Regions from separate parts of the Oryctolagus cuniculus genome. Here region 1 is linked to region 2. The links are chromatin contacts, called in public Hi-C maps. All regions are on one chromosome and are shown on one strand. Each heading gives the region's core, a stretch centred on a gene start, on an enhancer-like site or on the middle of the called end of the contact. The rest is flanking DNA. Distances are from core to core; before and after follow the strand shown. Region 1 has its middle 34 kb from the start of TOMM7. Region 2 holds the start of TOMM7 (translocase of outer mitochondrial membrane 7).

Region 1 (5,728 bases), core at 2,585-5,084, 33 kb before region 2:
TGTTTGGAATAAGATAGTCAGCCTTCGCCACACAGTGCTGGCCACCTTTTCTGCCATATCCTGGATGAGGGGCCCAGAGCAAGACACACATGACCCTCCCAAGAGTGGCCACTCAGGACCCGGAGCCAGGCCGCCCATGATGCTGGCAAGCTCTGTGTGTTCCCTGTGCCTCCGTTCCCTGGGCTGCAATGTGGGGGTGATAATCACGGGATGTATGGGTTAGGGAGGTCCCCGGAAGGAAGGGATTCCTGTAGCCAACGCGCTTGGAATACAGTCTTTCTCGGGGCCAGAACCGTCTGTAGACAATGCAGGTGCACAGTTGCCTCAGTCATCGTGAGCATTGTAACACTGCGGCTATTGCTCGGGTGCTCTCACAGGTGTCGCAGGGTGAGGGTGGGGCGTGAGGGGAGCCGTGAGACACTGAGAACCCCAACATGATGGTGAAAGGGATGCTTTTGGAAGCCCCTCCCCCACACACCCAGCACCAGCAAGACCTTTTACACCAATGACCTGGGGACTGAGCGTGGGGCGTGAACATCATCAGGTCCCCAAAGGTTGGTGGCCCTGGTGACTGTCCATTGCCAAGAGCAGTGGCTTGTGGCCTGCCTTGGGATTCAGCATCATCACCAAGCACAAGGCTCAGTAAATACTTATTTCCTTTCTGATGGAAACAAAGTTACAGAACACTTGCTGCAGCAACATTTGATACACTGCTTAAAATCACTGGGGTTTTTGAGCTCTAACAATTGTAACTCTGTATCCTCAATTTAGAAAACCATTCTCCCGCACATAATTAGCCCTGGTTGCTTTGAATGCCAGCGGTACCACCCAGTATTTTATACCTTGTTACCACTGCTTCCTAAGGAAGGGCTGGGTGTGGGGGTTTTACAGGGGAGCCTGGATCAGAGTCCAGTGCCGAGCAAGGTCCTTGGCGGACCAAGCCCTAGAGACTTGGGAAGATGGGGCAGCTGTTAGAGCTCGTAGGTGGGGGTCCTAGCAGGGTGGCGAGGGCAGCAGGCCTGGCTGGTGCTTGACAAAGGAGACGTCGGAGCACACAGTGTATCATCTCCAGATGGTGTCTGGTTTATATAACTTTTTACTTATTTGAAAGGCAGAGAGGCAGAGACAGGGAGAGAATGTTCCTTCTTCTGGTTCACTCCCCCCAGAATTCCTACAACAGCCAGGTCTGGGCCAGGAGGACAAGAAACCAGGACCTCAACCCAAGTCTCCAAGGTGGGCGTCCGAGACCCCACCACTTGAGCCATCACCTGCTGCCTCCCATGGTGTGCGTTAGGAGGAAGCTGGAGTTGAAAGTAGAGCTAGAACTCAAACGCAGACACTTTGATGTGGGATGCAGTCAACTCAGGCAGGGTCTTCACGGCTGCACCTTTCCGAACAATTTCTTGACTTCAGCTCTAGATGCCTGGATTAGGACAGTGGCGGTCAGGAGGTCTCTGTGAGGCCAGAACTGGATCTCAGGGAGTATCCAGAAGGTTCGCAGGTGCCAGTGGGGGCAAGACTGAAGCACTTGCCTTCCCGGGTGCATCAGCAGGGAGCTGGGTCAGAAGCAGAGCAGCCAGGACTGGAAGCTGACATGCGCTGCTGGTCTTGCACGTGGAGGCTTGCCCTGCTGCACGGCTGTGTCATGCTTGATTTTACTCTGTCTTGGACATTTCTGCAGTGAAGAGGAGGCCTACTGTAACAACGTCCAGAACAAAGTTCCAGGGGCTCTGGTGCTGCTGCTGGTGGTGACAGCAATGCCAGAGGGGAGCACAATGCCACAGATTCCGACAGCGACCGCCACGCCCGGATGGCCAGGCAGGGTCCCACACAGGGTCCAGAGCTAGCTCATGGCATCCCCCAAAGAGACAGCATCTGAGATGGTCCCTTTCACAGACGAGGAAGCTGAGCAACAGGACTCAGTAATCTCATTCATGCCCAGAGTCCATGCCTGAGCCAGCGATCTCCAGCGAGTCCCCTGATACGGACCAGGGCTGTTGGCCTCCTACCCTGCCCTCTTGCAGGCCTCTGGTTCTTTGACCTCACCCTGACCCAGCTCTCCAGGAGAATGTTCCAGAAGCAGAGGGAGGGGCTGTGAGTGGCACCCAGTGCTCCCTGGACCTCCTCAGGGACCTGATGCACTTGGTCTTGGTCACGCTGTCGCTGTGCTGGTCTCCATCATGTTTGTAGCCAGGGGGCATGCGCTGGTCTTTCCTTACATGAACAAGTGTAAGCTATGGGTCTCAGTGCTGGGAACCCTGGCCCAGTCCTCCCTCTGGTGCACCTGAAGACTCTCGCTCCGGTTGCAGCTCCACTGCGGTGCCCGCATCTCTGTGGCCATGGGACTGCCCCAGTGTGAAGGCCCCTGGACTCAGAGCCTCCAAGTCACACACTGTTCCACTCACAGTGGCGGATGAGGTTTGCTTTCCAATCGCTGGGGTTGCGGGCTTTTGCGGATGAGGAGGGGAGCGCCCCTCACTAGGGGTGCAGCTCTCTGGGAGGGAGGAGCATACCATGAGAGCCGTGGCTGCGAGGTTCCTGCACTCAGAGGCCCGCACAGGGAGTCACTCCCCAGGCCGGGGCAGGCTTCACCGCGGTGGTCACAGACCAGTTCCACGAGCACTATCCACGTGAAAACTGGTTTCCCGAGGAGCCCAGAAGAAAATCTGTCTACCTCTCGGCCCGAGTGGATAATGAAATACCGTCTTATAAATGACAAGATTCAGCTGCCTATAGATTCCCCCGGGGCCTCATAGCATGGAGCATTTTTCTGTGTGCAGGGAAATCATACCTGGGGACAGCCTGGCAGGTCCTTGCTCGGTGGCACCTGAGCAGGTGGGCGTGGAGAACATTTTCTAAGCACTGCTCCACCTCTGTCCCCTGCATTGTGGGACACTGTGCTGCACCTCTGGCCTTGAGCCACTGTATGCCGGTGGCATCTCCTCCCCCCAAACACCACCAAATGTCCCTGAGGGGGCACGTTTGTCACTCACTCCTCATCCATTAGGAGCTGCTGCTTCAGAGAAATGCAAAACCCAGGGGAAGAACTCACTGATTGTGCAAGAATCGAAAGACAAAAGTCATTCTCAGAAGCAAGAAAACTGCAGGAGGGGACTTCACCCCGATCTGCTTAGGCGATAATGAGAATTCTGCAGAACATTTTGCTTGACATACGGTGGGTTTTTAATAGAGCACTTCATACAAATTCTGGGGATATTCTTGGTGCTAACTCCTCCAAATGCTCCCCTTCCATAGAGAATCTGTAAATCACAGATTTACACAGACACAGACACCACCCCTCCCCCCGACATACACATAGCACACACACACCCATCCACACACAAATCACACACACCACACCACACACACAGAAGACACAGCACACACACCCCACATCACGCCACACACACACACTGCACACACACACTACTCCTCACCCCATACCACACACCTCAAACCATACATACCACACACACACCCCACCCCTTCCCCCCACAACATACACACACCACACACATAGCACACCCCCCCACACACAAATCACACACACCACACCACACACCCCACATCACATAGCACACATAGCACACATGCACACTGCACACAGACACACTACCCCTCCCCCCCACACCACACACCCCAAACCAACTGGACCAGGAACCGGAGCCATTCTCCATGTGGCTTCTTCACTGTTTTGATGAGATGGAGAGTACAACAACCTTTGGTCCCAGGGGATTCTAACAAATACCCAAATGTTTGCGGAGTAGGACGAGCCCAGGGGCGTTCGATAGAAACATTCTGAAGCCTTTAACTTAAACTCTCCAGAGTATGAGCAGCTTGAGCGTGGACGTATTTATGTGAAGTCTTCCAAGTGCTACTGGCTCCCTGCCCCTGCATCTTCAGCCCTTGAAAAAAAATCCCTGCTTGTCGGTAAATTTCGCATTTTCAGTGCCAATTTTACTCCTCTTTCCCTCAAGGCCCTATAAACAGAAGGGCAACATCTTTCTATTGGATGGAGGCTTATTTGCATATTTCCATGATTACTCTGAGATGTGTCTGAGGCCAGGGCTTATGCCGAGCCAGCACTGGAGCACAGTGGGTTAAGCCACCGTCCAGAGTGTCGGCATCCCATTTGGGCACTGATTTGAGTCCCAGCTGCTCCACTTCTGATCCAGCTCCCCTGCTGATGGTCTGAGAAAGTAGTGGAGGATGGCCCAAGTCCTTGGACCCCTGAACCCACGTGGGAAACCTGGAAGCAACTCTTGGCTCCCAGCTTTGGCCTGGCCCAGTCCTAGCCATTTCAGCCATTTGGGTAGTGAACCAGTGGAAGGAAGACCTCTCTCTCTCTGTCTCTCTCTCTGTCTCTCTCTCTCTCTCCTCTTCTCTTTCTGTAACTCTGACTTTCAAATAAATAAATAAAATCTTAAAAAAAGAGGGGGAGGGGCCAGTGCTGTGGCATAGTGGGTAAAACCGTCACCTGCAGTGCTGACAGCCCATATGGACACTGCTCCACTTTCAATCCAGCTCTCTGCTATAGCCTGGGAAAGCAGTAGAGGATGGCCCAAGTCCTTGGGCCCCTGCACCTGTGTGGGAGACCAGGAAGAAGCTCCTGGCTTTGGATTGGCCCAGCTGCAGCCATTGAGGCCAACTGGGGAGTGAACCAGCAGATGGAAGATGTCTCTCTCTCTCTCTCTCTCTCTCTCTCTGCTTCTCCTCTCTCTGTGTAACTCTGACTTTCAAATAAATAATAAAATCTTTTAAAAATTTTTTAAAATAAAAATGCAATTAAATTAACCCAATATCCAAAATATCCTCCAGCTATAATCAATGTAATTGATTTTATCTCTAACAGATTGGTGTGGAGCCTTCCTGCTGGGGATGCAGACAATGCAACTATGGAGGATTCCTCCAGGCAATTGGCTCCTTGCAGTATGGATAATCTCCACCAGGGGGCCTTCTGGTGAGGGTTGCGTAATCCCAGATTGTGCTCAATCACAATGTTTTAACAAAATACTGGAATCAGAACTTTCCAGTAGAGAAATACAAGGTGAATTTTGGAATCACAATATTTATGAGTACAAAATAAAAATATGCTTCTCTCTCTCTCTCTCTCTCTCACACACACACACACAGGCTGTTGATCTGTATAACCTCTGAGCCTGGCTGTCCTCTGAGAAATGTTAGCCCTGGCTTTGGCCTGGCAGTCAGCTGAGCTGGCCCAGGCTCCTAGTCAGCTGTAGAGCAAGTGCATCTTCTTCCACTTTCACTAGCTTCCTATTTAGTCATCTGAACACCTGTTGTGTTCTGCTTCTTCCCTCAAAGTATTGAGAGCACGATGGGAAAAGCATCTCACTTCAGTTCAGGGAGCCCAGACTGCAAATGAGCACTCCCCTTCCACTCTGGAAAGTTCTCTGCTTATGCCATGTTCAAACTGCGGAGAGAGGTAGAGACAGAGAGAGGTCTTCCATCCGCTGGTTCATACCCCATATGGCCACAACGGCTAGGAGCTGCACCGATCTGAAGCCAGGAGTCAGGAGCTTCCTCCAGGTCTCCCATGTGGGTGCAGGGGCCCAAGGACTTGGGCCATCTTCTAATGCTTTCCCGGGCCATAGCAGAGAGCTGGATCAGAAGAGGAACAGCTGGGACTAGAACCAGTGCCCATATGGGATGCCGGCACTTCAGGCCAGGGCTTTAACCCACTGCACCACAGCACCAGCCCTGCCAGTTG
Region 2 (5,371 bases), core at 1,562-4,061:
TGCAGGAGCATTAATATACCAGCGGCCACTCCAGTGCTGTTCTTATTCCCAGTCCTGTGTCTGGGAGTCACTCTAGAGGTGAATCTAGATAATTGAGACTTTGTGGAGAGACCATGAGTGCAGGTGCACAAGCTCAAAACTGGGCAGTTATCCTCGATGGCTTCCAACTTTGCCCTCCACTTTAATTTGGCTATGAGTCCTGCTGACTCTACCCTCTTCCTAATTTTCTTTTTTTTTCTTTTCTTTTTTCTTTTTTTTTTTTTTTTTTTTTTTTTTTTGACAGGCAGAGTGGACAGTGAGAGAGACAGAGAGAAAGGTCTTCCTTTGCCATTGGGTCACCCTCCAATGGCCGCCGTGGCCAGCGCGCTGCGGCCGGTGCACCGCGCTGATCCGATGGCAGGAGCCAGGTACTTCTCCTGGTCTCCCATGGGGTGCAGGGCCCAAGCACTTGGGCCATCCTCCACTGCACTCCCTGGCCACAGCAGAGAGCTGGCCTGGAAGAGGGGCAACCGGGACAGAATCCAGCGCCCTGACCGGGACTAGAACCCGGTGTGCCTGCGCTGCAAGGCGGAGGATTAGCCTAGTGAGCCGTGGCGCCGGCCCTCTTCCTAATTTTCAGACTTAATCCCTCTCTCCAGTGTGCCTGCCATTGGCTTCTTCCAATGTTTCTCTGCTCTCTAGGTGATGTTGGTGTCTTCCATTGGCCTTTCTATCATATTTTGCTCCTAAACTTATTGTGGGACTTAGTATATGTATTCATTTTGCTTTGAAATTTTCTGTGTACTCCTGTCTTTTCCACTCAACCATGAAAGTCTTAAGGGTAGTGCCTCTTTAAAAGAAATCTGTTTGAGGGAGGCAAATGACCTTGGTATTATTTAGCTCAAATGACAGGATAAATGCCACATTTATCTCATTCTGTACATATCAGGCCCTTTGGATAAAGAGATAAGAAACAAACTGTTTCTGTCAACAAACTGTTTCTGTCCTGGAGGAGTTCAGATAATAGCAAGGGTCAAACAGATTACATGAGAGCAGAATTTGGGGCTGGTGTTGTCCTGCAGTGGGTTAAGCCACCTGTGACATTGGCATCCCAAATAGGCACAGGTTGGGGGGTCTGGCTGCTCTACTTCTGATCCAGCTCTCTGCTAATGGCCTGGGAAAAGCAGCTGAAGATGGCCCAAGTGTTTGGGCCCCTGCTACCCATGTGGGAGATGAAACTCCTGGCTCCTGGCTTCAGCCTGGCTCAGCGCTGGCTGCTGCAGTCATTTGAGAAGTGACAGATCTCTGTCTCTCCCCCTCTCTCTGTAACTCTGACTTTAAAAATAAATAAATAAATAAATATTTTTTTTAAAAAAAGCACATTTCAACTGTGTGATTGTGGTTCAGTTACTCCATGTGTCTGAGCCAGGTTCCTTATCTGTAAAATGATGTATAATGTATACAATATATATACTATTAATTTAAACATACACATTTTAATCCTTGCAATAAATAGTACAATAAGCTGAGATGCAATGCAATCTATGAATTTTTATAATCGTTAAAATGAACTATTTCATTAAAAGCATTAACACTGTATCAGGCATAACAGACACTGGTTTTTGTTATTCTGAAGATGAGCCAAACACAAGACTAATATCATGCAATGGCAAACTTTTGGGGGCCACTGGACATCTTAAGGGTTTCACAGAAAATGTGACCGTATAGTTTGAGGAATGAACCAGGGAAGGTTTGATGGTCAAAGCCCTTGCACTCAGATCTGGGGTCAAAAGCTCAGGCAGTTGCTATTTTATCAGGAGCTGGGTCAGTGTTGCGGCAATCAGATTAAGCAGCAGCCTGCAACCCTGGAAATCCCATTTGGGCACTGGTTGGAGTCCCGGCTGCTCCACTTTTGAAATCACTTCCTGCTCATGGGCCTGGAAAAGCAGAAGATGGCCCAAGTGCTTGGGCCCCTGCACCCATGTGGGAGACCTGGATGAAGCTCCTGGCTCTTGGCTTCCAACCAGCCCAGCTCTGGCCATTGCAGCCGTTTGGGGGGGTGAACCAGCGGATGGAAGACTTCTCTGTCTCTCCCTCTCTGTAGCTCTACCTTTCAATTACATAACAGATCTTAAAAAAAAAAAATTCACACAGGAATCTTAAAGGCAAGCCAAGGGCCAGACCTCATTCCCAAAACCACCAGAAGCATGGCTTTCGGTCTCCCAGGGAGGTTTCAAAGAGCAGCCAGGGCTGAGAACCACTGCTCGGGTCTACACTGGCGCGCCAGAGGGCAGGGCTCTCAGTTTCCACTGCCTTGACTCATGAGAGAAGTCCAGAATTTCACGTGAAGTTTCCCAAATTTTAAAATGTTAGCAAGTAACTTTAAAATACTATGGGGACCAAAGAAAGCATGGATATGGGCCCTACTGGGCGTTGGTTCGTAATCTTCAGGCAGCGCAATCTCGAAAAGAAGTTAAATATCTCGCCCAAGGTATCCCACATAGAACAAAAGTCGAGGACTAAAGCTCAGCCCATTTTAATTAAATTAAAGTCTCCTTTTATGTCAAGGAAAGAACAGTTGGAGATGGGCCTTAAAAAACGGGTACGGCTGTGGGAAGGGGTGTTGCAGTTTTGAACTCCAACAGTAGCGCCGCAATAAACCAGCAGCCGCTTAGATAAGATGAACGAGGAGAGCCTCCGCCCTAACCCGGCGAACCAGCTGCGCATGCGCCTTCCACAGGCAGCGGCGCCGCGGCTCAGGCTAGTTAAGTGTGATGAATTTACGACCTCTACTGGCGACGCTCACGACTCCTGCCGTAAAGGCCGTGCGTGGCGCGTGCGCACCTCCTTCTCCCGGATTCCTGAAGCGGTCGCTCCTGTGGTGTCTGCTGTGCGCCGGCCGGCCGTCGCCATGGTGAAGCTGAGCAAAGAAGCCAAGCAGAGGCTGCAGCAGCTCTTCAAGGGCGGCCAGTTTGCCATTCGCTGGGGCTTTATCCCTTTCGTGATTTACCTGGGTTAGTGGTAGAAGAGCCTGGTGGGGTGGACTGTTGGGAAGCGAGGGGGCCGAGTCTGCGACTCCATTTTTGGCCTTGGGAAGAGAGAAGCCGGGGGACCCCGTCATGCAGTCATCTGAGGCGGTCTTGTCGGGTGGCGCGGATCCAACCCGAGTTCGAGTTCCCGTTCTATCCCTGGCTAGTTGGGTGGTCTTTAGCAAGTCGTATATTCCCTGTTCATCTGTTTGCATCTGTGAAATGAGTTAGGGCCCCTCTTCAGGATTGTTGGGAGGGCTAGGTGACCCCATGCGTGTGAAAGCGCCTCGGACACCGTTTGGCGCGAGGTGCGTTTAGGGCGTTCCTCCTGACCTCTGCAGGCGGCCCTGGGTGCCGGGAGGCCTGCGCTGGGAATGCGGGCACCTGGTGGCGGGGCCTCTGCTTTCTCCACCTTTGTTTTTTCTGGGCCTCATTTTATAGGTGAGCAAACCGGGGTCCCATGGCCAAGTTCATGCAGCAGTGCTGCGGGAGGGCGCTGCGGGCTCTGGCCGTGGGGCATCAGGGCCGTGCTCTTAACCGCTGTGCGGTGCTGCCGGACTTCGCACGGGCTCTGGCCAGTGTTTTAGGTGTTTAGTCTTTGTATTTTACCCACAGTCTGGTTCAGTGTGAGTCACGAGCTGTGATGGCTTATTTCTGGGTAATGACTGTTCATGGAAGAGCACCCTAAGGGCTGCTGGGCCTTGGAGTACGGGATTTCACACCTCACTGAAGGCTGCAGGCTGTTCTGTAGTGCAGGTAAATCTAGACAGTGGGGCTGGCGCTGTGGCGCCGCAGGTAAAGCCGCCGCCTGCAGTGCCGGCATCCCATATGGGCGCCAGTTTGAATCCCGGCTGCTCCACCTCTGATCCAGCTCCTTGCTGTGGCCTGGGAAGGCAGTAGAAGATGGCCCAAGTCCTTTGGCCCCTGCACCCACGTGGGAGACCTGGAAGAAGCTCCTGGTGCCTGGCTTTGGATCAGCCCTACTATGGCCCTTGTGGCCATCTGGAGAGTGAATCAGTGTATGGAAGTCTGTCTCTCTCTTTGCCTCTGCTACTATAGCTCTGCCTTTCAAATAAATAAATAATTTTTTTTTTTTAAATCTAGATAGTGCAAGTAGATTTGGATATCCTTGGTGCCCTAGGGTGGACTAAAAAAGAATGTCTTGTTTGTACGTGTTTTTTGTCTGCTGGATTTTTAACTTGTATTTTTTTCTCTTTTCTCTCCCGTCCCCGCCCCTGCTTAGGTTTTAAGAGGGGTGCAGATCCCGGAATGCCTGAACCAACTGTTTTGAGGTACTGTCTCAGAAATGAATGTTTCAGGGCAGATGTTTGCACACGGGTCAGAATCGTCGGGAAACAGAGTAGCAGAGGCGTTGACATGGAGCTGCAGTAGCCAGGAGGCACTGGGGCTGCTGGGGAACTGCAAGGCTGGCCCAGCAGAGTTATCGGGGAGCTCATTTCTCTCCCCCTCCTAATTTGTGTTTATATATAGCTTATCGTATGTGTGTATATATATACATGTATATATATATGTGCTTATGTATAGCTTATTGTAGCTATAGTGAAGCATCTTTAAAAAGAAACAGAACTGATTTAGCACCCTACCACTTTCAAGGGTGTATTCATTTTTAGTTTCCTATATTCCCATCATATCATTATTGAGATGAATACAATCTTTTATGTCATTCTAAGAAAGGTGCATAATAAGATTTTGTTTTCATCTCATAAAATGAGAATTGACATTCCATGTATTTTCCAGTTACGGATTACTTAGTTTTTTTTTTTTTTTTTTCAATTTTCTAGTATTTTATATAACATATAATTAACATTTTTATGCATTTGGATTTTTTTATTTCCTTATGATAATTTCTCATGCGCTTAATAAGTCAAAGCATGTGAACATTTATCCATCAAATTGCTTGCTCAAAAATAACCTTTCCAGTGTTAGACAAGCACCTGTGGAAAACTCCATACACACACACACGTGAACACATAGATGTGTGTGTACTGTGAAAGCTACACGTGTAGGTATTCTTAGGAAAACAATCTCAGGTGGGCCTGCTTGCTCTGGAGGAAGGACTGACGCTCGTGGTGCTGTGATGACCATGACCACTGCACTCTGGCGTGTGGCTATCTCGCTCAACCTCCTGTCCTAGGCATCTCCTAGGAGTTCTCCTATTAGACGAGAGGTTAATTAAGTCCTTGAGAGTGGCCACATAGTTGGTAGGAGGTGGGATCTGTCTTTGTCCAGAGCCTGCACTTTCTACTGAGTCACCTGCCTCTCCCAGGTCCTCTTACCTCTTGCTTAGCACAGCGCCATCTGCTAGCAATTTCCTGTACCTCCTCTGTCTCACTGCTTCTCCT

What was found. A called contact is a pair of places that touch in the nucleus more often than the background predicts.
Region 1: a Hi-C map of an unstated tissue shows a contact between it and region 2, with 2.4 times the contacts expected there. The contact joins the enhancer-like site here to the promoter of TOMM7 in region 2. A contact is called at or near these places in 2 of 6 Hi-C or Micro-C datasets (ear pinna and an unstated tissue).

Annotation. Positions count from the first base shown.
Region 1 is chr16:14,760,092-14,765,819 of mOryCun1.1, reverse strand. No RefSeq gene overlaps it. Among named protein-coding and RNA genes, the nearest start is that of TOMM7, 34 kb to the right of the region's middle. Within about 2 kb of position 3,834, at least 1 of the 8 cell types and tissues checked has an H3K27ac peak or open chromatin away from gene starts, as enhancers often do.
Region 2 is chr16:14,726,373-14,731,743 of mOryCun1.1, reverse strand. TOMM7 (translocase of outer mitochondrial membrane 7) reads left to right here and starts at 2,811. Exons shown (of 3, transcript XM_051852809.1): 1 at 2,811-2,993; 2 at 4,252-4,300. The coding sequence starts at 2,891.